3 separate regions of the Gossypium hirsutum genome follow, and all the other regions are linked to region 2. Evidence: chromatin contacts called from public Hi-C data. All regions are on one chromosome and are shown on one strand. Each heading gives the region's core, a stretch centred on a gene start, on an enhancer-like site or on the middle of the called end of the contact. The rest is flanking DNA. Distances are from core to core; before and after follow the strand shown. Region 1 holds the start of LOC107951382 (probable F-box protein At2g36090). Region 2 holds the start of LOC107951298 (protein NTM1-like 9). Region 3 holds the start of LOC107951381 (metal tolerance protein 1).

The links. A called contact is a pair of places that touch in the nucleus more often than the background predicts.
Region 1: a contact with region 2 is called in a Hi-C map of leaf, with 2.3 times the contacts expected there. The contact joins the promoter of LOC107951382 here to the promoter of LOC107951298 in region 2. A contact is called at or near these places in 9 of 34 Hi-C or Micro-C datasets (callus and leaf).
Region 3: a Hi-C map of petal shows a contact between it and region 2, with 3 times the contacts expected there. The contact joins the promoter of LOC107951381 here to the promoter of LOC107951298 in region 2. A contact is called at or near these places in 2 of 34 Hi-C or Micro-C datasets (callus and petal).

The regions. Positions count from the first base shown.
Region 1 is chrA02:42,430,107-42,434,143 of Gossypium_hirsutum_v2.1, reverse strand. LOC107951382 (probable F-box protein At2g36090) reads left to right here and starts at 1,690. Exons shown (of 2, transcript XM_041083770.1): 1 at 1,690-2,698; 2 at 2,863-2,894. The coding sequence starts at 1,690. The coding sequence ends at 2,894.
Region 2 is chrA02:42,110,424-42,114,452 of Gossypium_hirsutum_v2.1, reverse strand. LOC107951298 (protein NTM1-like 9) reads right to left here and starts at 2,116. Exons shown (of 6, transcript XM_016886298.2): 1 at 1,433-2,116; 2 at 855-1,137; 3 at 478-753; 4 at 1-368. The coding sequence starts at 1,455.
Region 3 is chrA02:42,471,261-42,475,931 of Gossypium_hirsutum_v2.1, reverse strand. It overlaps LOC107951381 (metal tolerance protein 1), which reads left to right and starts at 2,879. Exons shown (of 3, transcript XM_016886421.2): 1 at 2,879-3,116; 2 at 3,439-3,499; 3 at 4,622-4,671. The coding sequence starts at 4,622.

The DNA of each region.
Region 1 (4,037 bases), core at 441-2,940, 320 kb before region 2:
TAAATTGTTGTATCGATTTTTGTGACTAGCAATAGAACAATGAACAACAAACAAAAACTAAAGAACACCAAATATGTTTATGCAATTCGTGAACCACCTATGTTAGGCTTCACTCAAAGTTGAATCCACTAAAAAAGCTGAATACAAGTGCTAATTTAAGATTAATCAATCCATGGATTATTGCAACCTTGTCTCCTACACTTCATGTAAGTTCTCTCAACACTCGACCTCTCGTATTGAAGTTGGTAAAATCACTCTCAATCGATGGACAGTTTTCTTTCTATTTACACCAGTGAAATGGGTTCCCAAGATGAACTATGTAGTGTTTTATTATTTCCTCCACAATGGAGGATGAAGCTTCCATTAAAATACTTCAAGCGCTATCGTAGTGATAAAATATCCTTGAAATGAGAATAAGATAGCTTTAAAATTATATCATATTGCTTGATATCAATTTGTCAATCTTGTCCATTAATATCCTCTTAATAAAGGATAGTAAAAAGTTCATAAATCTTGAACTTAGAATAAAAATCAATCTTAGTATAAACAAATCAAGATTACCGACAAACAATTTTGCACCAACATATTATAGTAGGGAATTCCTTCAAATTCTTCACCATTTTTAATAAAGGAGGAGAACTGTGTCTAACAGAAGATTAGGGTCCATGTCCAACCTACTTGAAACTAATGCATTGCCACTTGGCAAATTCAAAGAGCTTTTGCCTTGAATTTCACGTATTTTGGTTTCCTTAATGTTTATGGGCAACTATTGTACCTAAATATATAGAAGCCTTTAGCTTTGAATCAATTAAACTGGTTAATTGCAGTTTTGCTTCTAGTTAATGAAATTCGTCCACAATAAAGAGCTTCCATTTCTTTCACAATAGTGCCAAAATGTTGGGCAGCTTTCCTTTTTCGTCCGTAACAACCATTCCCCACGAATTACATGAAGTTCTATGCAACCAACATTTTGATCCCATTCTCTCAACCCTAATAATATAAATTATTAAGACTATTTAATTATTTGATGATGTCTTAAGAATGAATCAATCAAATTAAGTTAAAAGTTGATTTGTTTTTGTTAACTAGCATATAAATTTTTATATACTTAGTGAACGTTATGACACTTGTTAACAAATTTGATTACCTGTTAAAAAAAAGTATTAATTATAAATTTATATACTAAAGCATCCAACACTAATAAAAATTTAAGATGGATTTTTTTTTTGAGCTGAATTGATTGATGGGTGATTAGGGAATAATATGAATAATAGCACAGATGAACCTCTCACTTATCTTTCATTTAATATGATAAATGACTTTTCAACTTCACAAAGCCATCACTTAATTACGGGCTTAGGCAGTCTAGTATAGAGGTTACAACTTAATAGCTTGGACGAACCTAATGGTGTTTTCCATTTAAAGAATTTGGCTGTTTGAACTTGGCAAAGTTTCAAAGTTGGCAAGCCAACCCTGCAGTTGGCGGTTCACTATCTTTGGCCTAATTGTGGATTGTCCCACGGATTTATGGAAGAAATTTAAACCCTGTAAAACGCGGCTACTGACTTGTATCACGTTGGTCAATGGTGTGTTTCATGGTCATACATCATCTCTATGGACGGCTAGATGGGTCAAATGACTGTTATATAAACAAGTGGGAGCGTATCCATAGTAGGCAAAAAAAAAATGATGGAGCATTTGAAATGTGATTTGAAGTGCTTAAGCAGGGATATCCTAGCTGATATCATGGCTCGACTAGATGGTTCAACCCTGGCCTCAGCTGCCTGCACATGTTCTGACCTTCGAGGCATAGCTCGAAACCAAAGGTTATGGAAGCAATTGTGTAATTCCACATGGCCTTCCACTGCACTCGACGAAGCCCAACACCTTATTTCATCATCAACGGATGGTTTTCGCAGATTCTATGCTGATTCTTATCCTCTTATTTCGAATGATCACAAAGATGCCAACAATTACTTTCCTATACAACCAACCCTTATTTCCCCGTCTAATTTTGCTTTGTTTATAGATGTTTATTATAGAGAAAAATGTACTACTTCCAGTGTCTTAGACGGCATACCAATGGAAACCGATTTCGGCCAAGATGATGACACAACAACTGGTCTTATGAGTTGGGTATTGAACTGTCCATTCAAAGTGGTACCCTCAGATATTAATGATGAAGATATCGAAGACGGTGACGATGGACATGACTTCATATCACTTGTGGGAAAAGCAGATGATCGTTGCAATGAACTAAAAGAAGGGATTCGATTAAGTTGGGTGTTATTAGACAAGAAGAGAGGAAAAGCTGGAAATCTATCAAGCTGGAAGCCATTGTCGGTGAAGAAAATATGGGCTTCCAATGGTGACTATATTCTACATTTTGGGTGCATTATCCCAGTCCAAGAGAGACTACAACTGCCTCACAACTTGGCCAAGTGTCTTATAGTGGCAAGATGCAACATAGAGGAAAAACATGGGTATTTGAGATCGAAAGAGGTTAGTATGCACATTGAGGACACTAGTGGAGCATATGTAAATGGTGGCAAGAGTTTAATCATCTTAAACCAAGCTCTATATTGCTCGCGAAGTAATAATCGTCATGCTGTTAAAAAGGGTTACATACAATTTGAGGGACGAAAGCAAGAGATTATAAGGAAAAAGAAGCTCGAAGAAACCATGGCTGATTGGCTTTGTATATCTTTTGAAGTAGTAATCCTCTTAATTTTAGGGTACCGAATTTTACCCATTTATTATATGGTCCAATGACAACTTAAGTAACCATTGCAAAGCACACTGTTTCTAGGACAAATAATTATTCATGTTAAACTGTGTTTTAACTTGTTTCATCAATTACAGACTGTTACGATGTTGCAATCCACAACCTTTGACAAATCAAAATGAAAATTTGAGAGTTTCCCAAGTTAAATGATGTTGATGGGTTTGGTCCAGCCTATGGATTTGGGCACATATATAGGATTGAATTGGGTACGGCATACTTATTGGAGAAGAGGGTATCCATTTTAAGTAGGGTTTAATGAGAGGCTCATTCTTCGTAATGGGCTGATAAATTTAAGAATATATCTATATTATATTTATACATCTATACTATACTAATAGTAACCTAAAAATGTTAGATGTGGCGTTTTTAAAAAATATATATATGTCAGAGTGGAAATTATTTTCAAAAATTAAAAAATTAAATATTCTAAAAATTAAAAAAATTAATATTAAATGTATTAAAAGTTCAAGAAATCTATAAATATATATATATATGAAAATTTGTTAAAAAGTGTAAATTATAAAATATTATTAAAAATTTCAAAAAGAAATTAATATCTGTAAAAAATTATTAAAATTTTGAAACCATTCATTTTCAATTCACACCCAAACTAGAAACCGAGTTCTACTAATTAAAACCCATTGGTTTAACTTTGTGATTTCATTATGATTAGTAAATAGAAGGAAAACCTACTTGAAAAAGAGAATGTCGTGGTCAGTCAAAATAAAAAGAATGAAGAAGGAAATAGGGCTTTTTTAATAAAAATAACCTTAAAAAATTAATTAATTATTTAAATAATCTATTTTTTTGATAAAATATGAAAATAACTTAAAATCTACAGTAAAAGTTAGTGGAGTCAAAGTGTTCGGTGCTATCAACATGTCACGTCAGCAATCTACATTAAAAAATTATTTTTTTTGTGGAGCCATTTAAAATAACGCCACTTGTATAAAAACTAAAAAAATACTGTGATTTTTAAAACTAGAAGGGAGACTTTAAAAATTTTACTTTTTTCGTGGTGGAGCCAAATAAAATAAAGCTACCAAATTTCAAAAAAATTTCTTGACACCCTATTAGCTATTTCCCTATTCAAAGTTTCAAACAGTTTGGGCAAATTTTTTTTTTCTTGTCAGATTCTTTGTTTTGTTTTATTGCTTTTTTCTTCTTTATTTATTTATTTATTTACTTTCTTTAAGTTTTTTATTTGTCCTTATTTATTTTATTTATTTGTTTATTATTGATTTTAAAAAAT
Region 2 (4,029 bases), core at 867-3,366:
TCAGTGTATATGCCATTTTCTTTGACATAGGAGGTTTCTGGTGGCATTGCCTTCGAGATGAATGCATTACCAGACAAGGGCATTTCGGTTCCAGCAACCAAGTTTTTCCAACTGTTAGACTCTTCAGAAAAGTTATCATGGTTATTCAAGGCCTCATCCAACAATGGGAAAGATATATCTTGTTTGCTAGTCCCATCCTGGAAATGGAATCCATTTTGATCATGGCCAAAGTCGCTTGCATAAGGGGAATCCATGTAGGGCGGCAGATCTTCAAAAAATTGTGAGTTCATTGGCGAGAAGACTTTATAATCAATTTCATCACAATTGGGTTCATACAAGTCTGAATTGCTTCCCAAGAGCGGATATTTCTGTGTTAATAAGCAAAAAAACAGTTCTTGTCAAGAGTCATGGTATAGTCAATATAAAACAATGATGCATGCAACAATGCTAGAATATAGGTAACTTGTTGACTTCTACCAAGGTTTCTTCAGCTGCGTGATCTTCTGCATCAGAAGTCATATGACTATTGCAGCAGCTGTCACCCGTTATTTGACCATTTGGCATGGAAGTATCGGGATTCTGAGCTTGTGTCTCAGATGATATGGTATCTTGGACAAGATCCGATGATGTATCATCATCAGGAGCAGATTTTGTCATGGCAGCCGAACATACGGTTTGCTCAACCTCATCGTACTTCACAATATCATTCTTCTCTTCCGGTTTATGAAACAATCGACATTGAACAAAAGCACTCTGCACCAAGAAAAAGGGTCCAAGTCATATAGACATTCTTGTTTTTATTTGAATCAAACCCTTAACTAAGAACAGCAAGCCTAAAAATTAAGAAGGAAAACCTGGCCAGGGGCGGTGCCATCAAGGTCCTTTGTAGTGGGACGGTACTCATGCATGATCCAGTAAGTACGCTGGCCCTTGGGAGCACGGCCCTTGTAAAAAACCAAAGTCTTCTTCATGCCAATCAGTGACTTTTTAGACTTAATGGTTCGATCCTTACCCGTTGCTTTCCAATATCCTTTATCCGTAGCTCTGTTGGAACGATGGCTGTTCGGGTACTTCCTATCAAGCGGGCAAAAGAAGAACCACTCTGGATCGTCCGATTTTATCACCGACAGTCCTGTACTTAAATTCAACCATCCCAGTAATAAAAATTCAGAATTTAACTAATTTTGGAACATAAAAACTTTTTTTCGCAGAGAGGAATTTCAAAAAAAAAAAAAACCGTAAGTTTACCTCAAATTGCAAGTTGTAGGAATCGAATTTATGAAATAAAATGTATATTAATTTCATATATTGAGCGAATAAAGCAAAATTTCCAGCTGACGCTTTGGCTAAGGCTAAGGTATCAAAGAATCAAAACAATACTTAAACCAATAATTTCTTTCTTACGCAAAAGAAAAAGAGAAAAAAGAAATACCAGGCAAATCCCATGGCTCCCATTTGCAGACATCGATTTCAGGAATGACACCAACCTCGGAATGACGACCGTTGATCTTCAATCTAAGGTAATGATTGATGAGCTCCTCATCAGTCGGCCTGAACCTAAACCCTAAAGGCAACGTTTCCATCGTTAAAACTGCCATCCTTTGCTAGTTTTCAAAAAAAAAATTCTCGATTCTGAGTAAAATTGTCTTCTTCTTCTTCAGTGACTATCCAACTAGATTACTTAGGAAGGTAAATTAGTTGATTTTCAGTTGAGAGCTCCGTCAGGTCGCTTTCGTCTTAGGGTAAAGCCGCAAAGCCAAGTAAATGTGAAAAAAAAAAATCATGTGTGAGTAATCACGTGACCATGTCCGGTCCCTTTTTGCAGCCGTGTCGCTCTACCATTGGTGGAGACTGAAGCGCATTACAAGAGGAAGACGATGAGAGGCGCCCACAGCGTAGAAAAAACCCCGGTGTGGACGGCGAATTGAGCCACCCAATAATTGAGCTCCTTTTTCCTCCTTTTCCAGCGTAGGCTAAGGCAATGGAGCACTAGATCCTACACAATTACCAAAATACCCTCTCTACGCTTTTGTCACTTTTTTTTGCTTCTTGCTTTTTGGATAATACCGTCCACGTCTTTTCATTGTAATGTTGCACTGAGGAAAAGGAGCACAGTGAGTTAGCTTATCACGCAAGCCTTTTCGTATTTTTATAGTCTCAGTAAAGTTCAAGCTTTTTCTATTGGTTTTTATTAAAACAGAAAAAGGAAAAATTTATTTTGCCTCGTGCGCCCGGCTGGCTATAATATTGTGATATTTGCCCAGAAACTTTTTTTTTGATTCATTCACGTGCTTTTCTAGTGTTCTATATATATGGATTACTTGCAACCAGATTTAGATTCTAAAATTACTACTAAACTTCAAAATATATTAATTAAGGTTAAAAACTGCTCCAAGTCCTTGTATTCTTTGTACATTTGAACTTTATTCCTCTTATTTTCATTTCAATGAATTTAGTCCCTCTGCTTTTCAAATTTAAAAATATATGTTCAATTGTTAATACCATGAAATTTTCTATTAAATTCAGATTCATTGCAAATGTTATTTTCTGTTACATAATCGTGAAGTGAGACTTTCTTTTAAATTTTCAAAATATCGTGTCAACAAATTTAAAAAAAAATTAACAAATTAATAATTAAATCTAAAATTTAAAATTTAAAAAGTAAAAAGACTAAATTATTAAAAATAAAAAAATAAAGACTAAATTCTAAAAGTAAAAAAATCTTAAACTTTGACTGAAAATTGCTTATAGAAAAATTTTGATTTTTTATGATATTTGGATGATTTCACGTAATCATTTGGTTTTTTTAAAAAATCATTTTTCAAAGTTTTTAAATAAAAAATGCATAATATAAATTATAAAATATTATGGAAATATTACCGTTTGACAAACTAGTAATAACTATATTATCTCCTATAAATTTAATATTAACTTAATTTGAAGTTATAGGTATGATGTTGGATGGTGAAACACCGGAGCCAAAAGGATAAATGAAAACAAATATTCATTTATACTATTAAAATATTATTACTAAATATTTAGAAATTATCATTTATATATTTAATAACAATAAATTAATAAAAAAATATTTCAATACTATTTAAAATTTAAAATAATTATTAATATTGAAATCTATTATCAAAATAATATTATAATATTAAATATCAATATTTTAATATTTTTAAAATTAAAATTTATTGTTACTATAATAATATTTTACTCAATTTTAAATATTATATTACTTATAAGGGAGTTTTTTTTCTTAAAAAGATGGTCTTATGTTTTTTGAAAGAAGACAATTTGTCAAAAATAGTCCTTAAAATATGCAAAAAAAAATCAATTAAGTTTATGCAGTAAATTTGCACTCAATTAAGTCATTTCTATTAACTAAAATAATCAATTAAGCCCATCCGTTAACAATTCCTGTCATTGTTCACGTTGACCGTTAAAATAAATTGATGAACTAATCAAATGGTGATATGCTGCAACTTCTGGGTTAATCTAATATTTTTCTCATTAAAATATTGAAAACTAATATTTTTCCCATTAAAATATTAAAAAATTATAAAAATCAGAAAAAAATTATAAAAATAGTAAAAATATCAAAAAAATATAAAAATTAAAAAATATATGAAAATTGATTTAAACTTTTAAAAATTATAAAAATTAATAAATACTATCAAAAATATAATAAATCTAATAAATTATAAATTAATAAAACATATTTAAAATTTCATAAAAATGTATTAAAATTCTATAAAATCATAAAAAGAATAAAAAGTATTAAAATTTATATAAAATCATAAAAACCTGAATTGAATCGGATCAATCAATTGGACTGATTAGATCGAAATCAACAAGGGTATTGATTCAAAGAAAACTATTAGACCGTTTGACTTGGGAACCAAACCATTAAACTAGTTTTTTTTTTTATTTTTAAATGTTTTAGTCCAACTAGCAAATTGGTGGCTTTACTAGTTCAACCACCAATCCAATTCTAAAAACCTTGGTTAGAATATTTCATTCTGA
Region 3 (4,671 bases), core at 1,630-4,129, 360 kb before region 2:
CTTTATATGGACTTAAAAAAGCACCAAAACAATAGCACCAAAATTTTGATGAGGTTGTTTTAGCTAATGACTATAAAATAAATGAATCTGATTAGTGTATATATAACAAATTCGAAAATGGAAAAGGTGTCATAATTTGCTTATATGTAAACGACTTTCTCATTTTTGGCACGGATTTGGAACAAATAGAAAACTCAAAGAAATTTTTGTCAAACAACTTTGCTATGAAGGATATGGGTGTAGCAGATGTTATTCTTGGGATTAAAATAACCCAAGATGAAAGCACTATAACTTTATCACAATCACATTACATTGAAAATGTGCTTAAAAAGTTTGATCTTTTCAACTGTATATCAGTATCTACACCCATAGATCCTCAAATAAAATTAGTATCTAATGCTGGTAGGAAAATTGATCAATTGAAATATGCAAGTCTAATTGGTTGTCTTATGTACATAATGACTTGTACAAGACCAGATATTGCTTATGCTGTTAGAAATTTGAGTAGGTACACAAGTAACCCAAGTAGTTTGCATTGGCAAGCTTTGAATAGAGTACTTAGGTACTTAAAGAAATCTATTAACTATGGATTGTGTTATAATGGATATCGTCCAGTTTTAGAAGGGTATTCAGATGCTAGTTGGATTACAAGTTTGGAAGATCATGCATATACTAGTGGATGGATCTTCATTATTAGTGGATGAGCCATTTCTTAGGGTTTCTAGAAACAAACATGTATTACTGATTTTATCATGGCAGCAGAATTTATTGCATTAGCCGCTGCATCTAAAGAAATAGAATGGTTAAGAAATTTGTCTTATGATGTACCTTTATGGCCTAAGCCAATTTCACCTATTTCTATCCGTTGTGATAGTGAAGCTACTCTAGCAAAGACATATAGCCAAGTATATAATGGAAAGTCTAGACACATTGGATTAAGATATAGCTATGTCCGACAATTAATCTTTGATAGAGTGATTACTATTAATTATGTGAGGTCAAATGAAAATTTGGCGGATCCTTTGACAAAAAGTCTTGCTAGAGATGTAGTAAAAAAGACCTCAAAAAGGATAAGACTCAAGCCCATTAATTAGAGTCACTCATGATGAAAACTCGACTCAACGCTTGGTATAACGTCAAGTCTTGAGTTCAATGAGACAAAGTACATCATTAGTATGTGACTATTAGCACTATAAATAAACTCATCCTAAGATTAAAGTGCTGGGTACCCGTAATGATAAGGGAAGGATGAGTAATGTGCTCTTAATGGACCCATAACATAAATATGTTAAAGTGTTATAATTACGGGAACGCTCTTGATGGGATCTACTTATGTGAGTAGAAGTGTGGCCGCTTTAGGAGCTCAAGGGCTTGGCTCTGACAACACTCATGAAAAGAAGATACAGATACATGACCATAATAGTGTCTCTAAATACTATGCATTGACTAATGTTGAAATCATTGTGTGAGATGTGTTCAGTTAATCAAATGGAATAGTTGGTTCAAAGCTTAGTCTACCATGCAATTTCGATTAACTTTAACATATTTTCACTAAGTGGAGGTTCAATCGTAAGACACATTCATTTATGCAAATTAATTTTCAAGAATATCAAAATCTAAAATAGTTTGAAAATAGGGGGAGATTGTTGGAACATTTTCAAATATTTATAGTATTCCAATAACTATAAATGAATAAGTGTAATTAAGCAAAAGATAAATATTTTGATCATTGGTTAAAAGTTATATCATTTGATTTTTGAAAAAGAATTCTAACTATTCAAACAATAGTACTTGAATAGTTATAAAATTAAATGAATTATTATTATTATTACTATTATTATTATTTATTTATTCATAAAGACACCTATTGAAAGATGTATCTACGAATAGACATGAAAATTCTAATATATAGGAATGAGATTTCTTTTGGAAATCACAACAATAAGTTCTAAAAGTTCTTTCTATTATTCCTCATTTTCTAATATTATTAGATTGTTCTATAAAGATTTACTATAGAAATTCTTTGTAGAAATTGAATTTCTTGTTATATATTGCTTAGTGCTCAGTGGACTATTATCGTCAGTGCAAAACGCAAATAGTCATTGGCTTCATTACATCCTTAAGGTTAATTTGCTTGAAACTCGTTTGCACACCGAAGATAGGTGAAGGCGAATATAACCTTAAAGATAGTGGCTTGATATATGCTTTGGAGCCTTATCCTATTTCTTCTTTTTCTATTCGGGTTTCGTTCATGTGTTTGAGATTTTCCTAATTGGAGATTTGTACTAACATTTTCTAACTCATTTCGGTATCATCGTGGGTTGTTAGGTTAATGTCGTTAAAAATTTAATATTTTAATAAACATTTATGTTAAAGAAATGATTTGACTCATTTTGAAAAATAAAAAATTAAATTTAACTAAAAAATGACTAAATTAATAAAAATAAAAATATTAAAGGATAAATTTTACAATTATGCCAAGTATTAAATATAAAATTGGAAAGCTCCATCATAAGGAGTTTACCGACTACAAAACAAAAAAGGAAAATAAATCTTTGTACCAAAAAGAAAAAAAAACAAAAAAGGAAAACAAATCTTTGTGCCAAAAATTGCTTCTTGTTTTTTTCAATTCTAAATTAGTATTCAGCTGTTTATGTTCTGTTTGTTTTATTTTTTTTTTAAATTTTAATATGCATCAATTCATTTAGATGTGTATGGTTCTGTTTCGAGTATAAAATTTTGATATTTAAAAACAATTTAATAACTTTTTATTTATTACATTCACATTTAAAAATTAAATCAAATTAGCAATTTAATAATGATATGAATTCCAAAACAAAAAACAATATAAGCCAATAGGAACAAACCCTAAAGGGAGAAGCTATAAAAATAAAACAAAAAATTTGTGAAGCTATAAAGACTGTTCCTACAGGTACTCCAAATTCCGTCTTCAAAATTATACCTATAAATACTTAATTCAGAATTATTAACAATTGCTCCTAGTTTTGAACCAAAAAATAATAGTTCTTCTCTTTTCTTTTTGCTTTCATTGCAATCTGGTGGAGCCACTGCCATTGTTAAAACTCTCACAACCTCAAAGATTACTCCAATCCAAGGTCTTATTTTATTCTCTTTCATTTTCTTACTTTTCAACTTTGTTTTTTTATTGCAGCGAATATCAGGAATCTGGGTTTTTATCTTTTTCTCCCCACTTTTCCCAGATCCTGAAAGAAACCATTTTGATTGAAGGTAACTTTATTCGATTTCTCCAGAAAAAAATAAAAATAAAAATAAAAATTGGTTTTCCCTTAGAAGTTCGAACACCAATATTAAAAACTGTATAAATTTTCTTTTCATGTTTACTCATTCTTTATGTACGCAAAAAAGAAATATATATATGTATAGAAATTTAAATTTGTTTTTCCATATTGCGTTTAGGGATTAGTTTCCAGAAAAGGTTGCAGTAATCCAAAGCAGAAACGAAGAACGACTAAAGAAGGTAATTCTTTTTTCTTTTATTTGATTATTCGATGGTTTCTTTGAAAATTCTTTATTTCCATGCTGTAAATGACTAAATCTTTTTCGTTGAAATTGATTGTGAATGATTATTTTTGGAATTTCTTTTCATCTTTATTTGATCATAGTATTTAAAACTGCTACAATATGGATATATATATATACATGGATACATACAAGTATATATATGGGTGTATTTATGCATGCATGTATATAACACTATTTATTGTAGGCTGCCTTGTGAAGTATTTTTTTTTCTTCTCTTTCAAATAAAATATGGGATGCTATTGTGATGTATGCTGCTGAGTTTGTTTTTGATTCTTCAGTAGAATTTTAGAATCTGAAGACTTGAATAATTCCTCTCTGCCCTCTTATTTTTGTCCCCTTTTTTAATAAAAGAGTTTCAAGGCCTAACATATATGGCTGTCTTATAATTGAAAGGCAAACACTACGCAATATGCAGTTAGATAGAGTTTTAAAGGAACTCAAACATACACTCTAATGCCCTTTAAGTAATCTCCATTATCTTAAATCTTCTGCGTTACGACATAAATCTCCCATCAATGGTGCCCTTTTGCCTAACACCTGCGTCTCTGCAGTTTTCCCTGCAGTCTTTAGTGTTTACAATGACCTGATACTGAAGATGGTATTTTCTTTTTTCTTTTTTTCCATTTCTTGTTTTCTCCTTTGACACAACAAATTACTAGCTACGCTAGCAATTTTTGCCACTTTTCAAGGAAATTCATTTTGAAGCAATTGGGTATGAGAAACATAAGAAAGGATTTAGTAATCTAAGTTTTCTACAGCAATGCATTTTGGTTAAATAAATGGTGAAATGAAACTTCTATTAGGCATCTACATATAGTGGTCAGGGTACCGTTTTGTCATATGGGGAAGCGTGGGAAAGGAGGGCGCTTAAGCATCATGTGCTTGATGAGAGATATGAAGAGTATCTGTGGAAGTGAATATAACGCAGTATTTTGTTGACACAAGACTTAAGCTGTCTTAATTACTTTGATCATTCACCTCTTATTTCGCAATATCTTTCAAGTCATTGTGAATATAATAAATTATTCTCGTTGTGGTTGTTTATACTATTTTTCAGATGGAAGCGCAAAACTCTGAACAAGGACATATAATTGAAGTACATAGAGA